2 separate regions of the Sus scrofa genome follow, and region 1 is linked to region 2. The links are chromatin contacts, called in public HiChIP or PLAC-seq maps. All regions are on one chromosome and are shown on one strand. The core of a region is the stretch at or near the end of the contact, and the rest is flanking DNA. Distances in the headings are between cores, read along the strand shown. Region 1 has its middle 44 kb from the start of STC2. Region 2 has its middle 74 kb from the start of BOD1.

Region 1 (7,613 bases), core at 1,905-4,404, 220 kb after region 2:
CATATGTTAAATGTAAATTCGCATGTGGTAGGATTTTTAATATACTTTTCTATATATTCCAATTTTTTCACAATTATCCTGAAATACCTTTATCGTGGGGGAGAGGACAAGGCAGAAGGCATGTTTACATGCTTTGGAAAATTGAAAACACTTCCTGTGATGTACAGTGGCGTTGTGGTAAGGGAACGAGCCTTGAACTTGAGACCAAAAGCCTAGGTCATCCACTCACAGGCTGGGCATCCTTGGGCAAGCCACCTCCCTAACCCCCATCTGTCCTCTATAAACTAGAAATAATATTTTTGGTCATGCCCCCTGCATGCAGAAGTTCCCAGGTCGGGGATCAAGCCCTAGCCATAGCAGTAACCATGGCAGTGACAACACCAGGTCCTTAACCCACTGAGCCACCAGGAAACTCCCAAACTAAAGACAGTTTTAGCTACCCTACCTCACAGTGTTGTCTGAAAGCTAAATGAGATCACATATATGTGAAAATACCAATCTGGAGTGAGTCCTACTGAATGTTCTTTCAGTGAATAGTGTGTTACATATTTAGTATTGAGCAGTTCCATGCAAGTAGCAGAAACCCAACTTAATACAGTTTAAGAAGAATAAGAGGACAAAATCTGTTAAGTTACAAAACTGAGAAGATAAGGGTTTCAGGCATAGCTGTATCAGGCTCCTCAAATGGTATCGCTAGAGATCTGCCTTCTCTTTCTCTCAGTTCTTTTTTCCCCTATAATGGCTCAAATCTCAGGCAGACTCTTCTGGAAGCAGGCCTCAGCGCACATCTCACCATCTTGGGTCTCAGGACCCTTAGCAGGGAGAGTATTTCTCTTTCCCAGTAACTCCAACAGAAGTTCCTTGGCCCTAATGCAAACACTGAGGCAAGGGTCTGACGGTCAGGCCTGGGAAGACACAAGCACTCCCCTTGGAAAGGAGGTCAGAGGCTGCCCCACTCAAACCATGTGATTATGGGAGGCGTTTCCCCAAAGGAAACGTTCGATACAATTACCAGAGAAAGGGAGAAATGGCAGGCAGCCCCAGCATGCACCCTCATCGATAACATAGCACCATGGCTGCCACGAACATACAGCCACAGCTCCTTTAAGACAGAGATTCTGACGATTAGCTTAGATACCACTGCCGAGAACCACCTCGGGGTGGAAGGAAGGAGCCCCGGCTGGGACTGGAGAGATGGGACTTCTCCTTGCAGCTGGTCTTGTGTGACCTTGAGCAAAGCCATGAGGTCTGGCTAGACCTCAGGTTCTTCACTTGTCCCAGCAGAGTGTGCATGAACAGCCCCACTCACCTGCCTCCAGGCCCAAGCACTTAGCAAATGAGCAGAGGACCAGTCTTGCCCCCACCCCACCCCCAGCTCCTGTCCCCGCCCCTGGGCACAAGTCTGCTTAGAAGGCCAGGCTGGGAGTTCCCCTTGTGGCTCAGTGAAATGAGTCTGACTAGCATCCATGAGGATGCAGGTCTGATCCCTGGCCTCGCTCAGTGGGTTAAAGATCCAGTGTTGCTGTGAACTGTGGTGCAGGCCGAAGACACAGCTCAGAGCTGGCATTGCTGTGGCTGTGGTGTAGGCCGGTGGCTACAGCTCCGATTAGACCCCCTAGCCTGGGAAGTTCCATATGCCAAGGGTGCGACCCTAAAAAGACATACATACATACAAGAAGGCCAGACTGCCTCATCATGCTGTAAGTTAGCCCCGTGATACCAGGTCTTCTGGTCTTTCAAGGTTTTCCATGCAATCTCCTGACTTTGCAATGCTGAAAACTGAGTTTGTGGCCCTGGTGGCTGGACACCCCTGGAACTGTGACCCGTTGTGAGATCTTCGGAGCTGTATGCTTTGGCGGGTGGCTTGGATGGTATGTGGATTACAGCTCAAGACGGCTATTACCAGTGAATTCAAAAGCTTACTAAAATGATTCTGCACTTTAAAAAAGAATGAAGTCCCAGAGCATGCAGCAACGTGATGGACTTTGAAAACCTCATGCAACGTGAAGGCAGCCGGTCACAAAGGGTCACCTGTCATAGGATTCTGTTGATATAACACGTCCAGAATAGGTGAAGAGCCTTGGTGGTGGTGGTAGCCAGGGTCTGGGGGGAGGGAGAGAGGAGTTTCCTTCTGGGGTGATCAGAATGTTTTAAAACTCGATGGAGGTGACAATTGTCCAACGTCGTGGAAGTACTCAATGCCACTGAACTGTACACTCTAAAATGGTGATTTTTGGCGTTCCTGTCGTGGCGCAGTGGTTAACGAATCCGACTAGGAACCATGAGGTTGCGGGTTCGGTCCCTGCCCTTGCTCAGTGGGTTAACGATCCGGCGTTGCCGTGAACTGTGGTGTGGGTTGCAGACGCGGCTTGGATCCCGCGTTGCTGTGGCTCTGGTGTAGGCCAGCGGCTACAGCTCCGATTCGACCCCTAGGCTGGGAACCTCCATATGCCGCAGGAGCGGCCCTAGAAAAGGCAAAAAGCCAAAAATAAATAAATAAATAAAATGGTGACTTTTCTGTCGTAGGAATTTTGCTTCAATTTTTTAAAAAGTTTCTTAAAACATTCTGCTCGCCAAAGAAAACATATCCGTGGACCGAAGTGGGCCCAGCGGTTTGTATTCTCACGAAGGTCCCTTCTGCCTCTCAGATCCCACGTTGCCGGGGACAAGATGTCACCTCCCGTCAAGGGAGCTATGGCAGCCTGACCACAGTTACGGCCAAGAGGAAAGAGGCATTCTGTCTCCTGGAAGCAGAGCCTCCCCAAGATAATTTGAGGCCATAAAATAAAAGTCTGCTGGCGCTGGACCCAGGCCAGGGGGTTCGTTTGTTTTTTTGTTGTTGTTGTCGTTTTTTTCTAACTGCCCTTTGCCACAATGAAGGGCAACGAATTGCATCTGGGTGACAGCAAATGGACCCTGTTGACACGGCCCAACTTTAATTTTTGTGAAGTTAATAATTAGGCTGTCATCCCTCTGCTCCAGAGCAATTAGTGGCCTGCCGAGGGGATGAATGGGCCCTATTATCAGGGGAATTATAAATAGAAGGCGGCCCGGGGTGGCTGGGAGCTCTGCACAGCGTCAGCCCTGCCCTCTCGCACGCACCACGGTCCCCACCAGCCCGACTGTGATCACTTGCCTCCAGCTGACAGCTTGAATCCCAGCTGCCATCCGAAAGGGCTCTAAATTCTGCCTCTGTCATCTGAGCCTGACTTTTTATGCTGTCCAGAGCCGGGCCCAGCAGCCCAGCTGAGCCGAGGAGAGCCCGCGGGAGATAAAGGCCTTTGTTTCCGCGGCCTCCCGACTCCAGGGTCTGGAAGTGTCTGGTGCTGAGCAGGAGGACCTGGGCTCAGCCTGACAGGCCAGGGTGTTGGGGACACTGAGTGACAGCCTGCTCAGTGATTCCCCAGGTCAGCTCAGGTTCCCGGCCAGGAGTGGTGGCCCCCAGAGGTCCAGCCAGGGCGGGAGGCGGCCCAGGTTCAGGGTGGGGTCCTTCCTTTGCTCGTCTGGCTTCTTCCAGCATCTTGGACAAGTTCTGAACCTTCTCTGCACACGCACGAAATCGGATTGAAACAGAGTGTGGGGGTTCAAGAAGAAAAAGCCTTTTTCACTGTGAGCGGGAAAAAAATGCAAATATTTACACCCAGAAATAATTATAATAATAGCTAACATTTTACAACGTTTCAACGCACCAGGCTCTATTTTTTTACAAAAGTATTGTTTTAGCTGACGCATAGTTGATTTGCATGTTGTGTTAGTTGTGTTAGGTTTTGCGGTAGAGTAAGGTAAGCAAAGAATATACATAAAAGAATATATATATCTGAATATGTATATAAAAGAATACATATATTCTTTTGTATATTCTTTTCCATTATGGTTTATTATAGGATATTGACCATAGGAGCCCAGGCCACTTTTTTTTCTTCCTTTTTTGGCTGCACCTGTGGCACATGGAAGTTCCAGGGCCAGGGGTCTCAAATTCAAGCCGTGTCTGCCACCTACAACACAGCGGAGGCAACGCCAAATCCTTAACCCGCTGTGCTAGGCCAGGGGTCGAATCGGCAGTGTGGCAGAAACAAGACAGATCATTAACCCCCTGCGCCATAGCAGGAAATCCCACCAACCACTTTTATATGTGACTCCTTTATGCTTCCCCCAATAGCCCTTTGGGACAGGTACTATTATTGCTCCCGTTTCACAGGTTTGTAAACTAAGGCAGCAGTTTTGCTAACTTGTCCAAGTCATACAATCAGGAGGTAAAATTCGAAACTGCTCTAGCTTGTCTATGCTCTTAACTCTTATCTCTCCGGCTTGTACATTAGTCAGTGAATGAAGCTGACCCGTCAGGATGGAGCGGTGGGGATTGCGGGGCCCTGGCAGCAAAACATCCAGGCTAGAGGAGGCAGCGGGCCAGCCGATGGGTTGCCTTACAGGGACGAGGACTTGATTTTTTCCAAGAGAAGCAGAAATCTAAATTTAACATGAAATTTGATTTTCAAATGTTGGCCACTAACGCAGAGCTTTTCAAAAACACCAATGCCGTCCAAACAAAGGCCCTCTTTGAAGGACCCCTTTGCTCTTCTGATGCAGAACAGGGTTCCTGACTTGCACTTCTGGCCTCACTGGGATTCGGTCTGAGTCACGGGCAGCTTCTTCACTCTGCGGGGCATCTTTCCACCGAGAGAAGTGGAGAGCGAGAGAACGGTCAACCCACAGTCCAAGGCTGAGCTCTACCCATAGCTGCGTGACTTTGGACAAATTCCTTACCCTTTCTGGGCCCCCAATTTTCTCCTTTGTTAAATAGTGATGTGGGGGAGTTCCTGTCGTGGCTTAGTGGTGAACAAACCTGACTAAGAACCATGAGGTTGCAGGTTCAATCCCTGGCCTCGCTCAGTGGGTTAAGGATCCGGCATTGCCATGAGCTGTGGTGTAGCTCGCAGACGGGGGTTGGATCCTGCATTGGTGTGGCTGTGGTGCAGGCCAGCGGCTACAGCTCCGATTGGACCCCTAGCCTGGGAACCTCCATATGCCATGGGAGCGGCTCTAAAAAGACAAAAGGACGAAAGGGGGGGGGGATGTTAATTCCCTCGTGGTAGAATTATTGGGGGCCTGGATAAAAAGGTGCAGGGACTGAGCCTGATCACTTTAAGGCTCCTCCTCTCTGAGGGAGCCTCCCCACGCAGGCAGCGGTCTGTGGGGGCAGGGAGAAGGAAACGCGCCCCATCCTCTGCAGCCACCTGCCCATCGCACGGCTGCTGCCCCCGCCTTCTGCCCGCCCCCTCACACCGGCCGCAGTGTCAGGACAAACGGAGCCTGCCTACCCGTCTCTGCTGGCCTCGACGTCACACCTCCCAGACTGGAGACTCCCCACCTGCCTGGACCAGGAGAGGATGCACGCCAGCCTCTCCCACGACACACAATTTTAAAATGAGAAATATTAAAAGAGTAGAAAATGCACCCCCGCCCCCGCATCCCCATACATAATTTGATGCATAATTCTTTCTATACATCGAACCAGAAATGATATACAGTATGTTTTTTATGAACCAGAAACCGGCGGTACGTTATAATTATCTCTTTTTTTTTTTTTTACATTTTACTGGAGTAGAGTTGATGTACCATGTTGTGATAACTTCTGCTGAACAACAAAGCGATTCAGTTATATACATATACATCTATCCAATTTTTTTCGGATTCTTTTCCCACATAGGTTGTTGCCAACTACTGAGTAGAGGTCTCTCTGCGGGCTCACAGCTCTTTGATTTCCTCTCTCTTGGACGTCTTTCCATGTTAGCGTACGCGACTGTATTCTTGTGAACGGTGCTACAGAGTTTCATTATTTTTTACAATAGTCCCCTGTAGGAGGGCATTGCTTGCTGACCCAAGCAGTGCCACCAAGAGTATCCTTCTACCTATAATTTTGGGAGTTTAGCGGGGGGTGGGGAAATGTTCATTTTTGGTTAATTCTCTTTTTCTTTTCAGGGCCGCACCTGCAGCATATGGAAGTTTCCAGACTAAGGGTCAAATCGGAGCTGCAGCTGCCAGTCTACGCCACAGCCACAGCCACAGCCACACTGGGATCCGAGCAGCTTGAGGCAACACCAGATGCTTAATCCACTGAGCAAGGCCAGGGATCAAACCTGCATCCTCATGGATACTAGTTGGGTTCTTAACCCACTGAGCCACACCTGGAACTCCTTGGCTAATTCTTAGATGTAGAAATGCTGAGTCAGAATGGCTGATGGAGTTAGGAGTCCCTTCATTTTTTTTGACTTACTCAAGGCACTGCAATTTTTAAAAATGTATTTAGTAAGAAAAGCAAAGAACTCTAAAGCAAATATCACAAACTATTAAAAACATCTTTGTGACCCACTCAGATATCATGACTTATCACAATCGGTTGCTGTGTGCAGTTAGTTTACAGACCGTGGGATTAAAATTCAGAGCTCTCAGGAGTTCCCGTTGTCGTTACAGACCTGACTAGTATCCATGAGGATGCGGGTTCCATTCTTGACCTCACTCCACTGTTGCTGTGATGAGCTATGGTGTAGGTCACAGACTAGGCTCGGGGATCCCGAGTTGCTGTGGTTGTGGCTTAGGCCGGCAGCTGCAGCTCCAATTCAACCCTTAGTCTGGGAATTTCCATATGCCGCAGGTGCAGCCCTAAAAAATAAAAAGTAAATTTTTTCCATTAAAAACAATAAAATGTAGAGCTTGCACTCAGGGTCGGCTTTTAAATAGAAGAAAGCCCCCTGGGGTTTTTCTTGAGTTCCCTCCCATTACTCTGGCTAGGGACAAGCCACTGTGTCCTCCTTGATGGGAAGGGAGCCTCAGGCCAAAAACATGCAAGACCCAGTTATGGGGAGGCAATTAGTACCTGGAGCTAAATTCCAGGAGAGATTATGGCCAAGGACAGAGGAGATACAGGGGAAACCAGAGAAGGAGGCCCGGGGTTGGACTCTTGACTCTACATCCGCTACCTGTGTGGTCCCAGGCAAGTCATTTATCCTCCCTGACCCTCAGTCTCTTCTTCTGAAAACGGGTGTAGTCTGACTTCACAGGCACAGGAAGAATCCAGCTCGATGCCTGGCACGTGACAAGGGTTCAAAAATCAGTGGTTACATCAGAATCCTGGATATTTCCTCTGTAATCTATCTAACAAATCTGTCTGGGCTCACAGGGGACAACTGATGTGTGATGTCGCTGTATGAATTTAACGGTTGATTGACTGATGAGGACAGAAAGAATTGGCTGTGACTGATTCTTGGTCCCAGGATAGGCTGGTTCACTGTCCCAGGAAATAAGCTGTGTTGACGGCACTCACCATTGGTTTTTGGCGGGTGCACTGGCTAATGGGCTGATGATGCAAGCACGACCACAGCACGGTACTTTTGTGAAAGAAAGTATTTTTGCTTGTGCAGGCCCTTTGTCCCAACACACCCTCATCTTCTCTCAAGCAATCCTGATCTTTCAAAGGCTCACTAGAGAATTCTCTCTCCAAGAAGCCCACACCAGCCCACCCCTCACTTTGCACTGCTTTAGCCTGCCAACCTACAGTTTGGACACACCACAAGCCCCCACAGTGGTCTTACCGTACACTGGGTTTGTTAAAACTC
Region 2 (7,364 bases), core at 2,762-5,261:
GAAGGCAGGGCGGCTGGAAGGCGGATGGGGCGGCGGGCATGGCCCGCAGGGCACTGTGGCTGTGCTGTGGGCATGAGAGCAGGGCAGGCAGATCAGTACATGATCCAAAGGACCTTGAACTAGGAGGCCAGGGGGAGGGGCTCTTTCCTGCTTAGAGAGTCCCATGCTTCCGGGTGCTTACTTCTGGCTCTGTCACTGGGCTGTGGACCCTAGGGCAATTTACCTGATGTCTCTGAGCCTCAGCTTCCTCATCAGAAAGAACAGAGTAATAACCCACCCCCTCTTCCTGCAGGATGGCTACAAGGATGAAATGAGATGTTTGTTCAGTACTTGGTACCTAAGAACCCCTCGACCGCTGATACTATTACTGCTGTTGTCAGCACAGGCCAGGCTCCTGGTGGATGGGGCCCATCCCTCAGCTGGGATCCTGGGGCGGGCGAGGTGAAGACCCCAGGGTCCTCCCCTTGGAGGCTGCCGATGTTGTGCATTCCGTGGTCACACAGTGTCCCCCTGGCCCCAGCCAGCTGTCTGACAGCCTGTAAACAGATGGGTGGGTGGGGTAGCCGGTGAGACAGTGCAGATGGTACTGAGCAAATCCAGCCGCACTTTTGGGAAAACAAGTCAGAGGCGATGGGGGCCCCCGTGGACATCTTCGTCCGTGACAGACAGCACACCCAGGGAGGCCTCCAAGGGAAATTCTGAGATGTACCAGACCCTGGCGGGCCTCGCCAAGAACCATCTCCACCCTCAACATCCGTGGCCCACTGCCACGGAGACACTGCAGACGCCGGAGGTCACCCTGGCAGGGCTCACAGCGGAGGCTACGTGGGCCCTCAAAGGTCTGGGAGCACAGAGATCCCTGTCCTCTGGGTCCCCTCCCCGGGTCCCTGCCCAGCTTCTGGCTCCTTCCCCTTCATTCACCTGTGTGCTCCTCCCACCCCAGGGCCTTGGGGCGGACCCACAGGCAGGAGTACGTGGGATGGAGCAACGCAGAGCTGCCAATGGAGCACAGCGGGATGGCTGGAGGATGGGGCCAACTGTGGCGGAGTGTCCAGAGGGCCTTGGGATGGGAAGCCAGACCCTGGTTAGGGCTGGAGCTGGGAAAGGGCCATGTTTACAGCCACGCATCCTGCCACCTCCTTCAAGCTCGCTGCCTCTGCTCCCTCTCACTTTGCTCCTTGAATGAGGCAAACTCAGCCAAGACAGTATTTCTCTCTCTTCTATATCTGCTAACTTCATACCATGTGCCAAGAGCCCATGCAGAGGTCACATGCTTCTCCACGCCTTGACAAGAGGGAATTCCTGCATTTGTGTCCTCGCCACACTTGGTGCAGATCTGTTCTGCATTATTATTCCTCAGCCATGTCTGAAACTACCCACAACTCGACAATACACACACACACACACACACACACACACCCCAACTTTCCTCACCCTCCACTCCAAGGCTGGTTCCAGAGATCAGATCTGATGCCTCAGTTGTGGCAACGCCAGATCCTTAACCCACTCTGTGGGACTGGGGATCAACTTGTGTCCCAGTGCTCGAGAGACGCAGCTGATTCCATTGCGCCACAGTGGGAACTCCTGATTCCAAAGCTCTACTTTGGAGATGGGCACTCTTGATTTTTAGCAACACTGGCAAGGCCATTTAAAGGAAATCTGGCAAACCCAAGAGTGATGCACGTTAATACCTCTTGTTGCTACTCCTAGTGACAATAAGAGCAGACATTTCTCTCTGGGGGGAGCATCGTGCTTTATCCCATAGCGTGCATCCTCTCTGATCCTGGGGAATATGCTATCTGGTAGCTGCTATTATTATCCTTAGGTTCCAGGAGAATAATCTGCGGCCCAGAGAGGAAAGGCGATTTTCTTAGTTACCCGTCTCTTAAGTGGCTGACCCAGCTCTCAAATCCAGGTGTGGCTCCAAGGGATGACCTCGTCTCCCAAGCACCCTGCTCTCAAGCTTTCTTTCTAAGTCACTGGTGGTGACTTTCCTGCTCCCTGTCATGCCCACATCTTAGGTGCTGAGTTGGCACACTGCTTGTATGCCCCAACTCCTGTGATGTGGCAACACTTTCTCTGAGGTTGCTGTTTCCCATCCATGGAAACTTCCTTGGTCTTCCTACTTCTGCTGCCCACTCGTGCTGCTCTGCATGCCTATGACAACCTGTTGCCACCACAGCTTTTGGTCTCTTGGTCTCCTGTGGTTATCCAGGCTTGTAGGGCACACAAGGCCAGTGATGTCACAGTGTCTCCTCGGAGCCAGTCAGGCCCGTGCTGTCCCTGCTTCCCTTCCTGCTGCACCCAATAGGCATGAATGACAAAGGCCAATGACCCAGTGGGTCTGTGATTTCAAGGAGGAACTCTGAAATCCAGCTTCCTGGGTCAAAGGGCAGTTCTGCTCCTTGTTACTTTTGTGACCTTGGGCAAGTATGTTCTGCCTCTGAGTCTTCTGTCCCTCCTCTGTTAGTTTGGGAGAATACGGTAACTACTTTCCGGGGATATTGTAATGAAAAAAGGAGATGGTCAGTACGAAGAGCTTAGTGCAGGCCCTGTTATAGAGTAAGTGCCCATTAAATGCTAACTTACAGCATTAAAACTACTACATTTAGCATGGTTAAGCAATGAGATCGTACTGTACAGCACAGGGAACCATCTCCATCCTCTTGGGATAGAACATGATGGAAGATGATATGAGAAAAAGAATGGGTATATATGTAGGATTGGGTCACTATGCTGTATAGCAGAAATGGCCACAATACTATGAATCAACTACACTCTAATAAAAATAAAATAAAATTTAAAAACTGTTTATGTGTGAAGCAGTTTTCACAATAGGTTGGAGGAGGGAAGCCCAGACCCACAAATAGGTCATTTTGACATGACGTGTCACGGCCGGGATGGAGAGCCTTGTGGAATGGCATCCGCCCATCAAGGCTTCGGATGAGACTCTCCAGAGGAGAGGCCACCAACTGACTGTCAAGGATGGCACAAGCCCCCTCACATTTATGAGACACTGTTTGGGGTTATTCTGAGATTGCTTTTCACATAGATTTACTTTGTCTCTTGCAACTTGAGGTCTTGAAGTCTTTTTCAACTACAAAGTGTTCACCATATCTTAGCCCTCTGCTTGCTCACTGAATCCCACCCTGGGGTCTCAAGCGCATCAGTCATAGCTATGCTCACCTAAAGATCTGAGTTTTTCCTTAAGTATTTGGAAGACAAAGAAGGAAGATGAGCACGAGCCACTAAGGAACACCTTTTACGATGCCAAGCATCTCCCTCATATTATGGGTTTTAATACACACAGTAGTCCTTTGAGATTACCATGCTACGGTAATCCCATTTCACAGATGTAAAGACTAAGGGTCAGAGAGGAAATGTAGGTACCCAAGTCAACACAACACAAGATGACAGGCTGGAGTCTGTTCCCAGGTTGATCTTGGCCTTAAGCCTTCCCCAGCGCCCAAATCACTATTTTACATTGTTAGGAGATTTAAAAAGAGGAAGAACTGCAAGGTATATCACAGAAGGAAATGAGGTTGGACCCACAGTGGTCTCTGGAGTCATTTTCCTCTGAGTCTCCTGACTTCTTCCTGACTCCCAATGTCAATAATCAATCAACAGATCAATGAAGTCTCTTTCCATTAGCTGAGCAGGCATTCATTTGCTTTTCTAAGTCCCATTCAAGAAGCTGAAATCCCTTTCTTTCTTCCTGCTCAATTCATTTCTGGCCTGGATGGAGCGCCTTCGTGCTGGAAACCATACTGCATTTTTTGGCAGCGTTTCCACCTTGGCCTTCCCAAAGCCCTTCTCACCCACTACTAGCCAAACCAGGGACATGCACCCAAAGGGGCAGAACTGACCGGTCAGCCTCACCAGACCCAAGTCAATATAACTCACAGCCCAAGACTTAATTTAGAACCTCCCCCCGCCGCCACCATGTACCTTGGCGCTTATGTCTGTGGCTATCTTTCTGGCATGAGGATTTCTGCCAAGGTTATTTTCATGCTGACTGACACCTCTGTCTATTCTGGGAAAATATCTCTGGAGAGAAGCAGCTGGTGCCCAGGTCCCAAGACCTCTGGAATGTTCTATTGGACCATCTATGGTACACTGGTTTTCTGGGTGGGAATCCCTATTGTGAACTCTATAGAGACCTGGAGAGATTTTTTGCCCCCCCTCACACAAGTTAGAGGCAACTAAGGGCCCCCAGCCTTTGCTGATTCACATTTCTAATCGATCTACTGAAACAAACCATAAAAAGGAACGAAGTACTGATAAGCCAGACACCATGGTTGAACCTTAAAACACGATGCAAAGTGGGAGAAGCTGGGCACAAACTGTCACAGATGGTATGATTTCATTTACACGACATACCCAGAATAGGCAAATCCACAAAGACAGAAAGCAGGCTGGTGATTACAAAAGGGCTGGAGACAGCGGGGATGGGGAGGGGTGACTGCTTAAAGGGTATGGGGTTTTCTTTGGGAGTGATGAAAATGTTTTGAAATTAGATAGAGGTGGTGGCTTCTCAACATTGTGCAGGCACAATATGCCACTGAACCGAACTGTACACTTTAAAATGGTTCATTTTTTTTACACACATTTCATCTCCATTAAAAACAACAGCAACAAATCACTGCAGAAAGGACTTGACCTGGTTGACAGTGCTGCATACATGCATCAAGACACAAAATGAATGCAGTAAGAAATCGGAAGCAGAGGAAGTGGGGTAGGAAAGGAGAATGAATCCTGAGCATGCTTTTGACATGCAAACTACAAGTCTGGAGCTATCATTTGATTGTAAGAAGCAGTAACGATTTCAATGTGAGCTTCCCAGTGGGTGAAGCAAAAAGCAGGACATGAGTTCTTCCAAAATTTGAAGAGTCAGGTTATCAGAAAATGCTCTATTGAAGGTCAGAGGAATTTTCTTTTTCTTTCTTTTTTTTGTCTTTTTGCCATTTCTAGGGCCACACTCGTGGCATATGGAGGTTCCCAGGCTAGGAGTCGAATCGGAGCTACAGCTGCCGGCCTACAACAGAGCCACAGCAACGCGGATCTGAGCCATGTCTGCAACCTACACCACAGCTCATGGCAACGCCGGATCCTAAACCCACTGAGCAAGGCCAGGGATCGAACCTGCAACCTCATGGTTCCTAGTCAGATTCGTTAACCACTGAACCATGACGGGGACTCCCGGTCAGAGGAATTTTCTCCCGGGAGTCCCAAAGAAGTCATTTGTGGAGTAAAAGAGCTGGGTGCCCACTGGAGACAGGGTCTCCTGCTGAGCTCCTCTGTCTGGCCACTCACACACCAAAGCTCAAATACCAGTCTTTTCCTAAAAGAAGCAGGCTCAGCAAACCTCCTAGCCCATCCCTCCCAGATCCATAAAGGAAACAATCCCATTCAGAAAAGTGTGAGACCCACAGACCACCCCCCCCCAATAAACCAGACAGTATATCATTCACCAGTCATTTCACCCAATATTTGATGGGCATCTGTAGCCCGCCCTGCTTAGGCTCCAGGGGTACAATAGTCAGCAAAGCGTGACTTCTAGAATGGGAGAGAGAGATTATTTTTTTTTAAATCGCATAAACATGTAATTGCTAACAGTGCTTAGTATGAAGAAAAAAGCAGAGGAAATGGTGTGCCCGGATAACAGTGGAGGAACAAGTAGTGGCTGTGTTTGGAGGAAGGCTTCTCTTAAGGGAGTGCCATCTGAGATGAGACCAGAAGGAAAAATTAGACTGGAAGAGAGAAGGAAAGGCTTCCAGAGAGAGGAAAGAGCATGAGCAAAGGCCCTGAGGTGGGAGGGAGGAGCCCCAGGATGCCATGAAGTGACAGAAGGTCAGTGTCACTAAAGCAGAGAGTGACAGAGTGGAGAAAAGTGGCAAAGAGATGCACAGAGGTCAGGTCACGGCAGATCGAGGAGGGAGAGGAGAATGCACAGGTCCAGCTGCACCACTGCTCACGCTGGGGCTTGGAGGACCATGAAAACATGGCCACCAGGATGGGGAAAGAAGCTGTTTTCAAGGACTGAAGGATGTTAGGATGTTGTTTTATTCAGCAGTCTCCAGGCACAGGGAGGAGGATTGCAGAATGAACCAGACTCTTGTCTTACTGGTAATATTGGACCAGAGAGTTCGCACCTTTCCCCTAGCGAGGCTTCCTGGCTACATCTCTATGTATCATTGGCGTGTGTACCCAAGGTACTGTTGATTATTCTTCAGTGTTTACCTCTAATATTGGCAGGATCTTGCCTCACATCCCAAGAAATCTGGAGAACTGTTGGCTTCCATAGCAACCATTTTTTAAGCCTTTATCACAGGCTAGACCCTTCAGACATCACAAGTGCCATGGGAGATAGGCACTACTAGCTACATTTTAAAGATGAGAAATCTGAGACCAAGGGAGTTTGGAGTGTTTGCTTAGGTGACACAGGTAAGAAGTGGAAAATCCGGATGGGAGCCCAGGTCTTCCTGGCCCCTCAGTCTGCTGCCTCTTCAACCACAGCTCAGAGCTCGTCTGTCTGGCAACCCCTGAGGTCACCCATGGTAGGCCTCTCCTCTATGCCTCCAACCAAGTGGTAGACCTTAAGAAAGACACTGGATTATGCTTCCCTTTTAAAACAAAACAAAGGAGTTGTCTGACTTGGGGTTTCCAAAATGCATTCCTCAGCATTTTAGTCCCTCAAAGTTCTCTGTGAGAAAGAGATCCCACAGTCAAATCCACTGGAGAAGCCTTGAATACTCAGTCTCCCTCGCGGTGATTCACATGTGGTTAAGGCTTTGAGAAATCTCACACAGGCTGGCGTTCTCCACACCTATTTAACCACGGTGTGAAATTCCTAAGATCACCCTGGAAATTGATGTTCCAAAGCACACATTTTAAGAAGCACTAAACTTGAATACCCAAACTCTGGTTGCTGTCTTTATGTACCATTCTAGGCGCTGGAAATAATATAAATGATCAGGATAAATGGACCCTGTCCTTAAAGAAATCTGACCCTGGTGGGTGACATAAATATGTCTACAGTGAATTATAATGTCCAGTGCTAAGTGCCTCGCCTCATGCCAAGGGATAGGCACTTGTTGGATGAACGAGGGCTGGAAAAGATATCAGAGTGGAGTCACTGAGATGACCCAGCAGAAGGAGCAGTGCATCCTGCGTGGGTGGAAAGGCATGGGGATGGTCGGAAGGACCGGACAGAAGAGGTCACCAAGTGGGACCTTGAAAGATAAGCCAAAAAGGGAAGTGGAAGAGGAGATGATGGGGACTTTGGAGCCAAGGAGTTGGATCAAGCCAGGCACAGAATGTTCAGGAAATGGTGAGTAATCTGACAAAGCTGAATAGGAACTCCG

The links. HiChIP or PLAC-seq counts read pairs in DNA pulled down with a chosen protein or histone mark.
Region 1: a contact with region 2 is called in an H3K27ac HiChIP or PLAC-seq map of skeletal muscle. The contact joins two enhancer-like sites. A contact is called at or near these places in 6 of 47 Hi-C or Micro-C datasets (alveolar macrophages, embryonic fibroblasts, heart right ventricle and 3 more) and 1 of 2 datasets of contacts at active chromatin or transcription factors (skeletal muscle).

What each region holds. Positions count from the first base shown.
Region 1 is chr16:51,030,122-51,037,734 of Sscrofa11.1, forward strand. No RefSeq gene overlaps it. Among named protein-coding and RNA genes, the nearest start is that of STC2, 44 kb to the left of the region's middle. Within about 2 kb of position 3,155, at least 17 of the 83 cell types and tissues checked have an H3K27ac peak or open chromatin away from gene starts, as enhancers often do. A contact at or near this core is called in skeletal muscle, where this site is marked.
Region 2 is chr16:50,805,075-50,812,438 of Sscrofa11.1, forward strand. No RefSeq gene overlaps it. Among named protein-coding and RNA genes, the nearest start is that of BOD1, 74 kb to the left of the region's middle. Within about 2 kb of position 4,012, at least 5 of the 83 cell types and tissues checked have an H3K27ac peak or open chromatin away from gene starts, as enhancers often do. A contact at or near this core is called in skeletal muscle, where this site is marked.